Linked DNA regions of Mus musculus: region 2 is linked to region 1. A link is a contact called in public Hi-C data. All regions are on one chromosome and are shown on one strand. Each heading gives the region's core, a stretch centred on a gene start, on an enhancer-like site or on the middle of the called end of the contact. The rest is flanking DNA. Distances are from core to core; before and after follow the strand shown. Region 1 has its middle 13 kb from the start of Fjx1. Region 2 overlaps Slc1a2 (solute carrier family 1 (glial high affinity glutamate transporter), member 2).

Evidence for each region. Hi-C and Micro-C count contacts between places; a contact is called where the count stands out from the background.
Region 2: a contact with region 1 is called in a Hi-C map of cerebral cortex, with 2.5 times the contacts expected there. The contact joins two enhancer-like sites. A contact is called at or near these places in 2 of 39 promoter capture datasets (the 3T3-L1 cell line and pre-B cells), 1 of 15 datasets of contacts at CTCF or cohesin (the NIH/3T3 cell line), 13 of 484 Hi-C or Micro-C datasets (B cells, the Patski cell line, cerebellum and 7 more) and 3 of 115 datasets of contacts at active chromatin or transcription factors (astrocytes, bone marrow-derived dendritic cells and embryonic hindbrain).

The regions. Positions count from the first base shown.
Region 1 is chr2:102,461,829-102,467,132 of GRCm38.p6, forward strand. No RefSeq gene overlaps it. Among named protein-coding and RNA genes, the nearest start is that of Fjx1, 13 kb to the left of the region's middle. Within about 2 kb of position 2,388, at least 48 of the 459 cell types and tissues checked have an H3K27ac peak or open chromatin away from gene starts, as enhancers often do. A contact at or near this core is called in cerebral cortex, where this site is marked.
Region 2 is chr2:102,679,980-102,685,283 of GRCm38.p6, forward strand. The region is part of intron 1 of Slc1a2 (solute carrier family 1 (glial high affinity glutamate transporter), member 2); the gene reads left to right. It overlaps LOC115489466 (a long non-coding RNA gene), which reads left to right. Exons shown (of 2, transcript XR_003953884.1): 2 at 1-2,627. Among named protein-coding and RNA genes, the nearest start is that of Slc1a2, 24 kb to the left of the region's middle. Within about 2 kb of position 2,377, at least 6 of the 459 cell types and tissues checked have an H3K27ac peak or open chromatin away from gene starts, as enhancers often do. A contact at or near this core is called in cerebral cortex, where this site is marked.

The sequences.
Region 1 (5,304 bases), core at 1,138-3,637:
TCATGAGTATACAACCTCCACAAACATGCCAGTAAATGAGGACAGAAAAAGAAACCTGAGAATCACCGAAGGGCTTGAACATTCCAAGCCCCACTCCCATTTGATAAACTCTCTGTCTTGCTTTTTAGGAAAGTGTGTGTGTGTGTGTGTGTGTGTGTGTGTGTGTGTGTGTGTGTGTGTGTGTTGGGAGATGATGCTGAGGGAAAGAGAACATGACTACTTGACTACTTTGAAATCATTTTCTCTGTCTTCCTGTTTCTGTTGGTTACCCTAAGAACTAATCAAAGCAGCCAGAGAGACAAAGACAACTTATTTTCTGAGTGTAATAAAAAGAAAGAGAGAAGAAAGAAGGAGAGGAAGAAACAAAAGAAACAAAACATAAAATGACCCGGAGATGCTCAAGAGGGAACGGTAAAATGCTTCCTTCATTTTCCTGTCGCCATACTGGATACTCTTTGCTCCCACCAGATGAAAGCAAGCCCACATATGCTCTGGTCTGTGGCCTTTCCCCTTTAGAGGGCCATAGGGTTGGGGGCAATGGTGGAACTCATCATGGTTGTATAGAAGTTACAAACCTGCCTGAATGACACAAGAGTTTTCCCATCTTTGTTTTCTCCTTTCCAAAAGGAGACATTCTTGCTTTTATATAGGAGTGAAGTATTGGCTCCAGAATATAGTGGTTTTTAAAAAAGATTTATTTATTATATGTAAGTACACTGTAGCTGTCTTCAGACACACTAGAAGAGAGTGTCAAATCTCATTACAGATGGTTGTGAGCCACCATGTGGTTGCTGGGATTTGAACTCAGAACCTCTGGAGAAACAGTCAAAGCTCTTAACCACTGAGCCATCTCTCCAGCCCCCAGTATGTAGTGGTTTTAATCAGTATTAAAAGTCCCACACCCAGCTGCATAGACAATTGTTACACTTTAACTGTATACATTTTCATTTTATTTCATAGAGCATTATGCACACACGTAGGGTGTGTGTGTGTGTGTGTGTGTGTGTACACTTTGAACACGTGCCTGTGTGTGACTGTACAAGGTACAGGCACCACACTGGCATCGACCACAAGCTATTGCATTGTGGAAGAATCAGAGTCAATAGGCACAGACAAGTGTCATATTTCGTAAGCACCTGAAAGCAGGATTTATTATTGTTGTGTTTGCTTTTGGTTTTTAGATGGGCTCTCACTAAATAGCCCAGGCTAGCCTTGAACTCAAGGATCCTTCTTCCTCAGCTCTCTGAATGCTTAGGTTATAGATGCTGCCATTGTCATGGAGGCTTTCTATCAAGGGTGTGGCCCTAAGATATCCCAGTTTACCATTCATTTATGCTTTTACATTCCAGGAAAGAGAAATCTGATTAGTCCTCTTGGAGACAAAGATTCCAGCCTTTGACAGTCAGAACAGGTATTGTTAAGGGGGAACTCTGCATGGGACCACCACCATTCCCCATGTCTCGCTCCCCACTATTTTGTAGTTTTTTGATTTCCAAGAAACTATAGCCTTGCCGGGCGTGGTGGCGCACGCCTTTAATCCCAGCACCTGGGAGGCAGAGGCAGGCAGATCTCTGAGTTTGAGACCAGCCTGGTTTTTAGAGTGAGTTCCAGGACAGCCAGGGCTACACAGAGAAACCCTGTCTCGAAAAAAAACCAAAAAAAAAAAAAAAACCCAAAAAACAACCCCCCCAAAAAAAAAGAAAAAAAAGAAAAGAAAAGAAAAGAAACTATAGCCTTGTGTTCCTTTGAAAATAATAATGAAAGCTCTCTGACAGTGAATAAAGCAGGCGGAGCTCAACTGTAAGATCTCAACAAAAAGCATTTGGTTGTCTTCTATGGGGAGCCAATAAAAATCACCACCAAGCAGCGTGATCCATCACTCATTTGCTGTGTACTACATGACAGAGTGACACATCGCCTTGGGTCTGAGTAAATGGTGATGGCGTTCCCTCTGCCCTGCAACAGTAACGACACTCGTCTTTGGAGTTCCAGCAGTTAGTTAGCAGATCCAGCATTTCCGTACATTTGCCTAGTTCTGACTGACAGATTAATAAAGGCCGCAGTTTGAGACCGTGGTTTGGGCAAAGAAAAGTAAACAGGAGTAGCCATTTTTTTTGATAGCTAGCTGGGTTTCATATTGCTAAACATACAGAAAGTATGAGGAAGATTGCAGTTGGGGGACAAGGGCAGGCCAAGGAGAGCAAACGTCCCATCACCCCCAGGGCAGGATGATTTAAGAATTGCCTGGACTAAGCTCAAAGGCAGACTGCATTTTCTCTGCTGCCTGTTTGTGTTTCCCAGGAAAGAGGAGCCCAGCCAGGGCTGGAGAGGCTGAAGAAGGAGTGAGAAACTAAGAAGTGGGAGCCTGGCCATCTGGGAGGGACTGGGGATGCTTTCACCCTTCCCAATGCTTCCTGGCAACGTCCGCCCACAGAGGACTTGCCTGGAGGCCTCTCCTTCTCAGCCAGAGTCCTTCCCAGGGTCAGTAAATCCTACTACTATCTGTCCAACTCATTCCTTGTGATTTGTTTTGTTTGTGGGGTGGGGTGGGGGGTGTGGGGTTGGGTGGGGTGGGGAATGAAGTTGTGTTGCTGGCAAATGGTGAGAAACTGTGTGTGAGGGCAGAGGCATAGCCATCTCTGATAACTGCGATAGCTGACTGTCAATCAAATGTGTAGGGCTTACTACATGTAAAGCAGCTGGTGTCTCCTTACAAGGGCTCTTGGGTGAAGTTATGGCCCCTGTGTACAGAAGAGCAAGCAAGATTCAGAGAGCTTAGGTGAATGCCTCAGGTTGGCATGACTCTACAGAGGGACAATCAGGTGCCAAACTGGGACGGGACATTTCCAGGCTATCCATATTAACCTCTGGGTTTTGGAAAGCCAGTGCACAATGACCTAAAATCTTGCATCTCTGGGACCTATCACAGAGCTGCAGTGTTAAATCTTATAGCCTGAGAATTAGGACATCCCTCCTGCTTCCCGAAAAGCTGTATTAATCCTGTGACAGCAATGCTGTGGTTTGGATCGGAAATGTCCCTCTAAAGTCCATGTGCTGAGGGCTCTCAAAGGGTGCCTGCATCTCACTCATAAGGTAGCCTGATGCTATGTTTATAACTGAGTGAGGTCCTGGGAGGTGGTGGGCACTGTGGAACAAAGGCTCACAGTGGACGAAATAAGTGTCAGGAGCACACTCTTGGGGCCCACTCTTGTCCCAACTCTCCCCTCTCTTCTGCTCTTGTCTGCCACCTTTCTGTTACATCTGCTCCCAGCCACAGCAGTTTGCCTTTCTAGGGCCCAGAAACATGCATTCATGACCAGGGACCAAAACCTTTGAAACCAAGAGCAAAAATAAAACTTTCCCCTTTTAAGTTGATTTTCTCAAAGATTCTGTCACAGTGACTGAAAGCTGATTTAAAAGCAGAATTTTAGGTTAAGCCTTTAAGTCTATTCTCTTTTTATTGCTAAATATAAAATTTTGGTTAACTTTTGGAGAATTTCCTATGTGAAGTCTGTTGTTAACATGTGGTGGTGGCGGCAGAAGCACACACCTTTAATCCTAGCACTTGGGAGGCAGAGGCAGGCAGATTTCTGAGTTCAAGGCCAGCCTGGTCTGCAAAGTGAGTTCCAGGACAGCCAGGGCTACACAGAGAAACCCTGTCTTGAAAAAAAAAAAACAAAAAACAAACAAACCAAAAACCAAAACCAAAAACTAACCAACCAAACAAAAAATACACATAAGTTCTGTGAACAGCCTACAGTCCATAACTATGTGCTCAGAAAGGACAGGAGGACTCTTCTAATACCTATGTGGAAAAAAATATTCCTTCCTCCCATCCCTCCTGGTCCCCCCTCTCTCCCTCTGTCTGTCTGTTTTTTAGATACTGAATTTACTAAGTAGCCAAGGATGTCCTTGAACCCCCAGCCTCCTGCACATACCTCCCAAGGGCCGGGATTACAGGAGCATGCCCCCATGTGCTGTGTAGGCAGTGCTGGGGACTGAGTCCTGGGCTTCGTGCATGTTCGTAGAGGTGCATGCCGTTGGACAGCATCCTCAGCCTCAGCCTCAGCCTCAGCCTCAGCCTCAGCCTCAGCCTCAGCCTCAGCCTCAGCCTCAGCCTCAGGGTGTCCTCTTCCCTGGAGGCACTGAAGCAGGACAGCAGGTTGACTGGCTTTCTTAAAATTAAAGGTCCTGTGAAGTGTGTGCTAACTGCCTCTGGCCATAACGGGAATAAAAATGGCATTGCTTCAGATGGTGCCATGCACTAATTAAAGCAGCAGAGACAGGAACAACAGAAATACAACAGCAACACAAATGAGAGTCCTGGGCTTCGGCTCACTCCCCTAGCAGGACGGTTGAATTTAAATTTCCATTATTTTGAGTGAATGGGGCCCCTAGGAATCATATAGGGATGGTATTTTATGTGATTTCAGGAAAGTCTCTCTTATAGCAAGAGAGCTTTTATGAAACTCTGCTGTGCATTGTCGAAAAATAAAAGTACCAAATACACACATTTCCAGGAAAAAAGTCCAGGCAGATACATACATAAATTCTAATAGCAGATTACAGAGGAAGGCATTAAAGAGAAAGGACTTTTTTTTCCCTAAAAAAAAAAAAATTATTTCTAGAGTCATTACATTTTATATGTAGGTTATTTATTTATTTATTTATTTATTTATTTATTTATTATATGTAAGTACACTGTAGCTGTCTTCAGACACACTAGAACAGGACGTCAGATCTCATTAGGGATGGTTGTGAGCCACCATGTGGTTGCTGGGATTTGAACTCAGGACCTCTGGAAGAGCAGTCAGTGCTCTTAACTGCTAAGCCATCTCTCCAGCCTCCAATAGTAGGTATTTAGAAAAAAAAACCCACTTTTTAAAAGCATCTATCACTTATACATAATGAAATGTTTCATTGTGACATTTTCACACATTCACACGTATTTCAATCATACTTACAATCTAGCTATCCTCTCTTGATTCTTTCTTACGCCTATCAGTCTTCTTCCTCTTGCCAACCAGCACTTCTTCCAGGTGTGTGTGTCCGTCCATCCAAATGAGTATTATCAGGGTGTGGTTTGTGGGTGAGAATTTGTGGGTGAGAAACATGAGTACCTTACGAGTACCTATACCACTGTAGAAAATGTCTTACCCTCCACCATCAACCTTTAATTATATAAATCCCTAGATAGGGGCAGGCCCATGAGCATCTCCCTCTTTCAAGACAGGGTGTTGATGAGCCTGATCTTAGAGGGATTTTGGCATCACCTCCTTTTGAGCAGACAGGACCAACTGATAG
Region 2 (5,304 bases), core at 1,127-3,626, 220 kb after region 1:
TTGGCCAGTGGATTGACAACCTTGCAGCATCCATGGAATCAAGGGAAGGTAAGACTATAGGATGCACTCTTCAGGGACAAGCAGGCATCTGCCCATCTGGTCAGTTATTGCTAGATCACACAGGCATTTTAAATAGGACAAAGTTCACAGTCTTCGAGCTGAAGTTAGGTTTTATTGTTGTTGTTTTCAACCAGGAGAATTCAGTTAGCTATTTGAACTTTCAGGTATTTGGTGTATTTTTAAGGTACCTCTGCACATCTGCATGTTCAAGTTCAAGCATTCCTCTCTGCATATTCACCATCCATAGGAACGAGGGTGTGGATGCTGAAAGCAAGCAGCCTGTTCCTGTGATGCCTGCACAGCACACAGAGGCTTCGGAGACCTGAATGTGACTTTGGTCACTCTATGTCAGCTGACATTACATCAGGGACAGGGTATCTATAAAATGTGTGCTGCAAATGTCCTAAGAAAGCCAGGACAATGGGGCTACCTGAGCAGGGGGAAGTAAAATAGTCTGCCTTTTGAGGAAAAAAGAAAAGGTTGATCTTGGAATGGAAGTGACTCTTTTTCAGTGGGTCAAGAAGAAGTATTGGAAAGAGAGTTAGAATGAAGCCAAGGGAGGGAACACTCACAGAAGGTTCACGGTCAAGTGAATGGGAGGGTGCTTGGTCCATTTCAAGTAACCAGATGGTCTCCGACTTAAGATGTCTTGACTTGCGAGTATTGTCTTCATGATGGTAAGAGTACACTCATGCTGATTTTGCTATTCCCTTTTAGTACAGTAGACAATAAGTTATATAAGACATTCAACACGATTTTAGAATAGGCCTTATTTCGGATGAGTTCCCCCAAGTGTAGGCCACTGTAAAAGGTCTCAGCACATTCACAATAGTCTTGTGTAAGCTGTGATGTGCATTTATCAGGCATATTGACTGAATGGTCAGATGCCAGTGTTACTTCACTGAGGGCAAACTGGGCATCAATCTCACTCTACTTCAAAGGGCATCTCCATTTCCCTTTTTGGTTTATTCCTAAATTTGGTTATTTTTCTAGGGAAGATAAAAAAATCTAGGAGCATGTATTCAGGTTGGAAGGGGAAGTGGTGGGTGACTGTTCTTTTTGTGTGTAAAATGTCCTTTCACTTGTTGTCTGGATGTCCTCTGCTCATTGCCAAAGTCCAGTCTGATTCAAGGCTTAATTATGAACTCAGGTTTGGGAGTTGGCTTCCCTTCCCTGTCTGGAACAGTGAATCTGTAGAAAGGACTGAGGAGCTGGGCTATCAGAGTCCTTTAGATGGGCTGTGCACGCTGGGGACCACATCTTCAGCCATCTGCCTTTAAAGTGATCAGGGAAGGACCCCAATTATTAATTAGCATTGGAGGGAGATCAGAAACTGCGGATGCCTTGCATGTGGGGGCTGTAAACACAGAGAACCCTCCTGGAGTGTAACATGCATCACTCAGGTGGCAATAAAATGTGGCACCCGCTATTCACTTCACAGATGCTTGCAGATCGGCTGGCCCTCTGCTAGGTGTTAGAGATGGGGCTTCTGGATGACAGTCGGCTACTCACCATCTGGCAGCCACACAGCGTCACAGCCTGTGTGCCCAGAGAATGCAGCCTGGGTTTTCTGCTCCATGACATGTTACTCTGACCTAAGCCTTAGTGTAAGACAGCTGCCGCCAATGACAAACCTCAAGATGTTCGAATACAGGGCAAGGTACTTCCTGGACACATGATTTGGCCTTATGGAAATGCAGGCTCCTCATATAAGGTTACTATACATTAGGAGTAATGGCGGCTGCCTTGGGGCATGAAATACTAGCTACCTGTCATTTTGACCTGTGCTGGAACACAAAAGTGCTTAGAAAAGGTGGCTGATTTAACTTATCGCTTATTACTGCTTAAACCCAATGATGCTTCTATTGTCCCAAAACACGCACAATTGAGCCCTCCAGAAGTAAACAGCTTTCAACCCTTGTCAATGATATATTTATTACCCTCTCCCTCCAAGCAAATATGTGTGCACCTCACTGATTCTGAATCTTCTCGAGAAGGAGGTTCTGCAGACGCCAAGGCTGTCCCGACACTGAAGGGACCAGGGGAGCCCCTCAGTAGGCTTTCCCAAGACCCTCTGCTCTCTTGGGGAAAAAGTGAGTGTGAGAACATTGGGCCCTTTCTGTGAGCCGCCAAAGGACAGGACATGGGCTTTTCAGATGTCGTATCTGGCAAGAAGAAATATGAACAACAAACTCAAGAAGGCTTTAACTGCTCCTTGGCACTGGGAACCTAGTTTGTTCCACGGGGCTGCCCACAGGGCCTGCTCTCCTGAGATGCGCAGAATCCTGCTTCTTCTGCCTGTGCCTGGGACTTCCACTGCCCTGACACCGGGGGGCGCTGCAGACTCTCTTTTGCTCAGAGCTGGCTAGCTAACCTCTGCAACTGACCCTCAACCCATCACAGTTTTACTTTTATACTAGCCTGAAGTCATGTCATGTGTCTTCCTATAGAAGTCAGTGGGAGCCTGGCAATGGACTCAACACCTCCCCCTACCCCCAGACTCTCTTCACAGAGCTCTTTCCAACCAGGAACAGAAAAATTATACAAGCAAATGACTTTTCACAATAGAAAAAAATTAAAGTAGATGTAAGCAAAAATAATCCTATTCACCCTTTGAGAACTGTGTTTAATGTGTACATGTATAGGTACACACACACACACACACACACACACACACACACAGGGTTATGAGTAATTGTTACTTGATAAGATATTGTTATCTTATCAAGTCTCTCTTTTTAAAACAGCCCAGAAAACCTTTCCCATACACTGTTTCCAAAGTCACTTTGAATAATTGAGATATCTGAGATTGAAGCCCTAAGATTTGAGGGTTGAATACAGAAACCAAGACCTCTCAAGGAAAATCCTTGATGTGACTCTGGACGGGTGTAGACATCTTCTACTTTGACCAAGGAGGGTGAAAGAGGGAGAGAATGTGCTCCAAAGGGCAGCATTTACTGGCATGCTGAGGAGAAGGCATGCTGAAGTTTTACCTGAAGTGGAAGAACAATTTACGCCCTTCAGTTCTCTGGAAGATCTGATTCTCTTTTAGGGGAATCCACACCTGTCCCCCTTTCTTTCTGGGGTAGCTGGTGCTTATGTGGGTGGTAGTTAGAGGCATGCACTTTTTTTGCACCAATATCTAGATAGGGTGAGTGAGTAGAGTTTTGGGAAAGTGTGCTTGAGGTAGAAATGGTGTCTCAGGCCTTGCTGAGACTGACTAATGTTTTATTTGTGTATGTAACCCAGTAACCGTGTGTGTCTATGTGTGTGTCTGTGTATGTACCTGAACATGTATGTGTTGAACAGATGTTCATGTATGTATTGAACACATGTTCATGTATGTATTGAAACAGACTCTGATTCTGTTTTCTGGTGACCAGATGAGTAATCTCAGATAAGTTGATTTCTGGGAACTTCATTTACATAAACAGTTGACAGGCCATATTGGACCATGGTAGGCTGATGCTGTGGATACAACTGGATCTAACCTTGCTAAGTAAAGGAATTCAGTCTCAGAAAGACAGATAGAGTATTTGTTCTCAAGTGTAGTGTCCAGATTTTATATAGAGACATCTTTGTATGCATAACATAAAAGTGGAAATAAAACTACCTCAGGGAATAAAGGAATGTAACAGGAGGTGGGGGTGAGAAGGGGGAGAGAGGTGCTATGAAGGGAATCTACCAAACAATAAAATAGACTTGCATGAAATGTCATTATGTAATCCAGTACTGTGTACACAGAATATAAAACTGACAATTAAAAACATCATTTCTTTCTCATAGATATACAGTTGGGTCACATGCATAATATTGATTTTTCTCATAACCATAGTAGTAAAGATAAAAGAAAGAAGAGATGAATTTAGTTCCGAGAGTGTATTTTGTCTACCTCAGGGCATTTTTATTTGCTTTATCTCCGGGGGACGTATATGTATGTGTACGAGTGCTTGCTTGTGTGTCGGCACATGTCTGTGCAGCTGTGTATGCCCATGTGGAGAGGCTTGAGGCTCTTCCTCTACTCCATCTTATATATCGAGGCAGGGTCTCTCTCTGAACACAGAGCTTGCTGTCTTGGACAGTCTGGCCAGCCTGAATGCCCCCCCCCCCAGGTGGTTCCTTGTCTCTCCCTCCGGAGCTGGGATTACAGAATGGCTACCACACTCTCCTGGCTTTTCTGTGGATTCTAGGGATCCACAGGCTGGTCCCCGTGCTTGCTCAGTGAGTGCTCTACCCACCATGATGGACGCCTCCCCAGCCCCTGACCTATTTTTGGTATTATTTTCAAAATCTTCTGTGTGCTTTCAACCTCTAGCATGTTTCCTCTCCTTACACAGTGTTTGAGAGCATGCTCCAGCTAGTGCGTCTCAAAGTGCAGGTCCCCAGACTGTGGAAGAGAGTGGTGCTAGGATGGATCTCCTTGCAAAAGCAAGAACAAAACAAAACCGTTAACAAACTATCAGAGTACAGTTGTTCCTCAGATTGAGGGTGAGGGAAGAGCCCTTTATTAGAGTATGTTCTTCTGATTGCTCTGTATTGTTGTAGTTATTGCTGTGGATCTTATAGTGTGCATTACTGAGAAATTAAATTTTATCAGTGATATGCTGTACAGACAGTATATCTAAACAGGCAGCATGCGCTTTTGGATGAGGGAAAAGGAAGCACCAGTGTACCCCATATGTGGAAAGGGAGGGGCTGCTTCCTTCACATCCAAGGGTACATGTACGTGTGTGTGTGTGTGTGTGTGTGTGTGTGTGTGTGTTGTGTGTGTGTGTGTGTGCTCGAGTGTGTGCTCGAGGTCACAGTAAGAAAGAGATCACATGTTTTCCTCCTGGTGGCAAAAGTGTGAAATTCCTTAAGAAGTTATTTCTGTGTTGTTTACTGAGTTTTAAGAGAGGCTCAGTTGCTCTCTCCCCCCAACCCCATACTCCAGGCTCTGCTGGGGTAGGGGCAGTGTTACCCACTGTCCAAATGAATGTGTATAACTAAACCAGTTACCGAGTGTCACAGTGGCCATTTAAAAATACAAATCAACATCTCAAGCTGTGAATGTCACTCTTGACAGAACACAAACTGACACCTGGAGTGCTGAAGGCAGCCGGAATAGCCCCTTCCTATACACTTCACTGTCCTCCTAGACACCCTAATGGAAAACTGAGTCAACCAGTGACTTAGGTTCATGAGCCTAAAGGTGTGGCCTGAAAGATTTGATCCTAGGGAACCAAGGCTGTAGAGATCCTGATT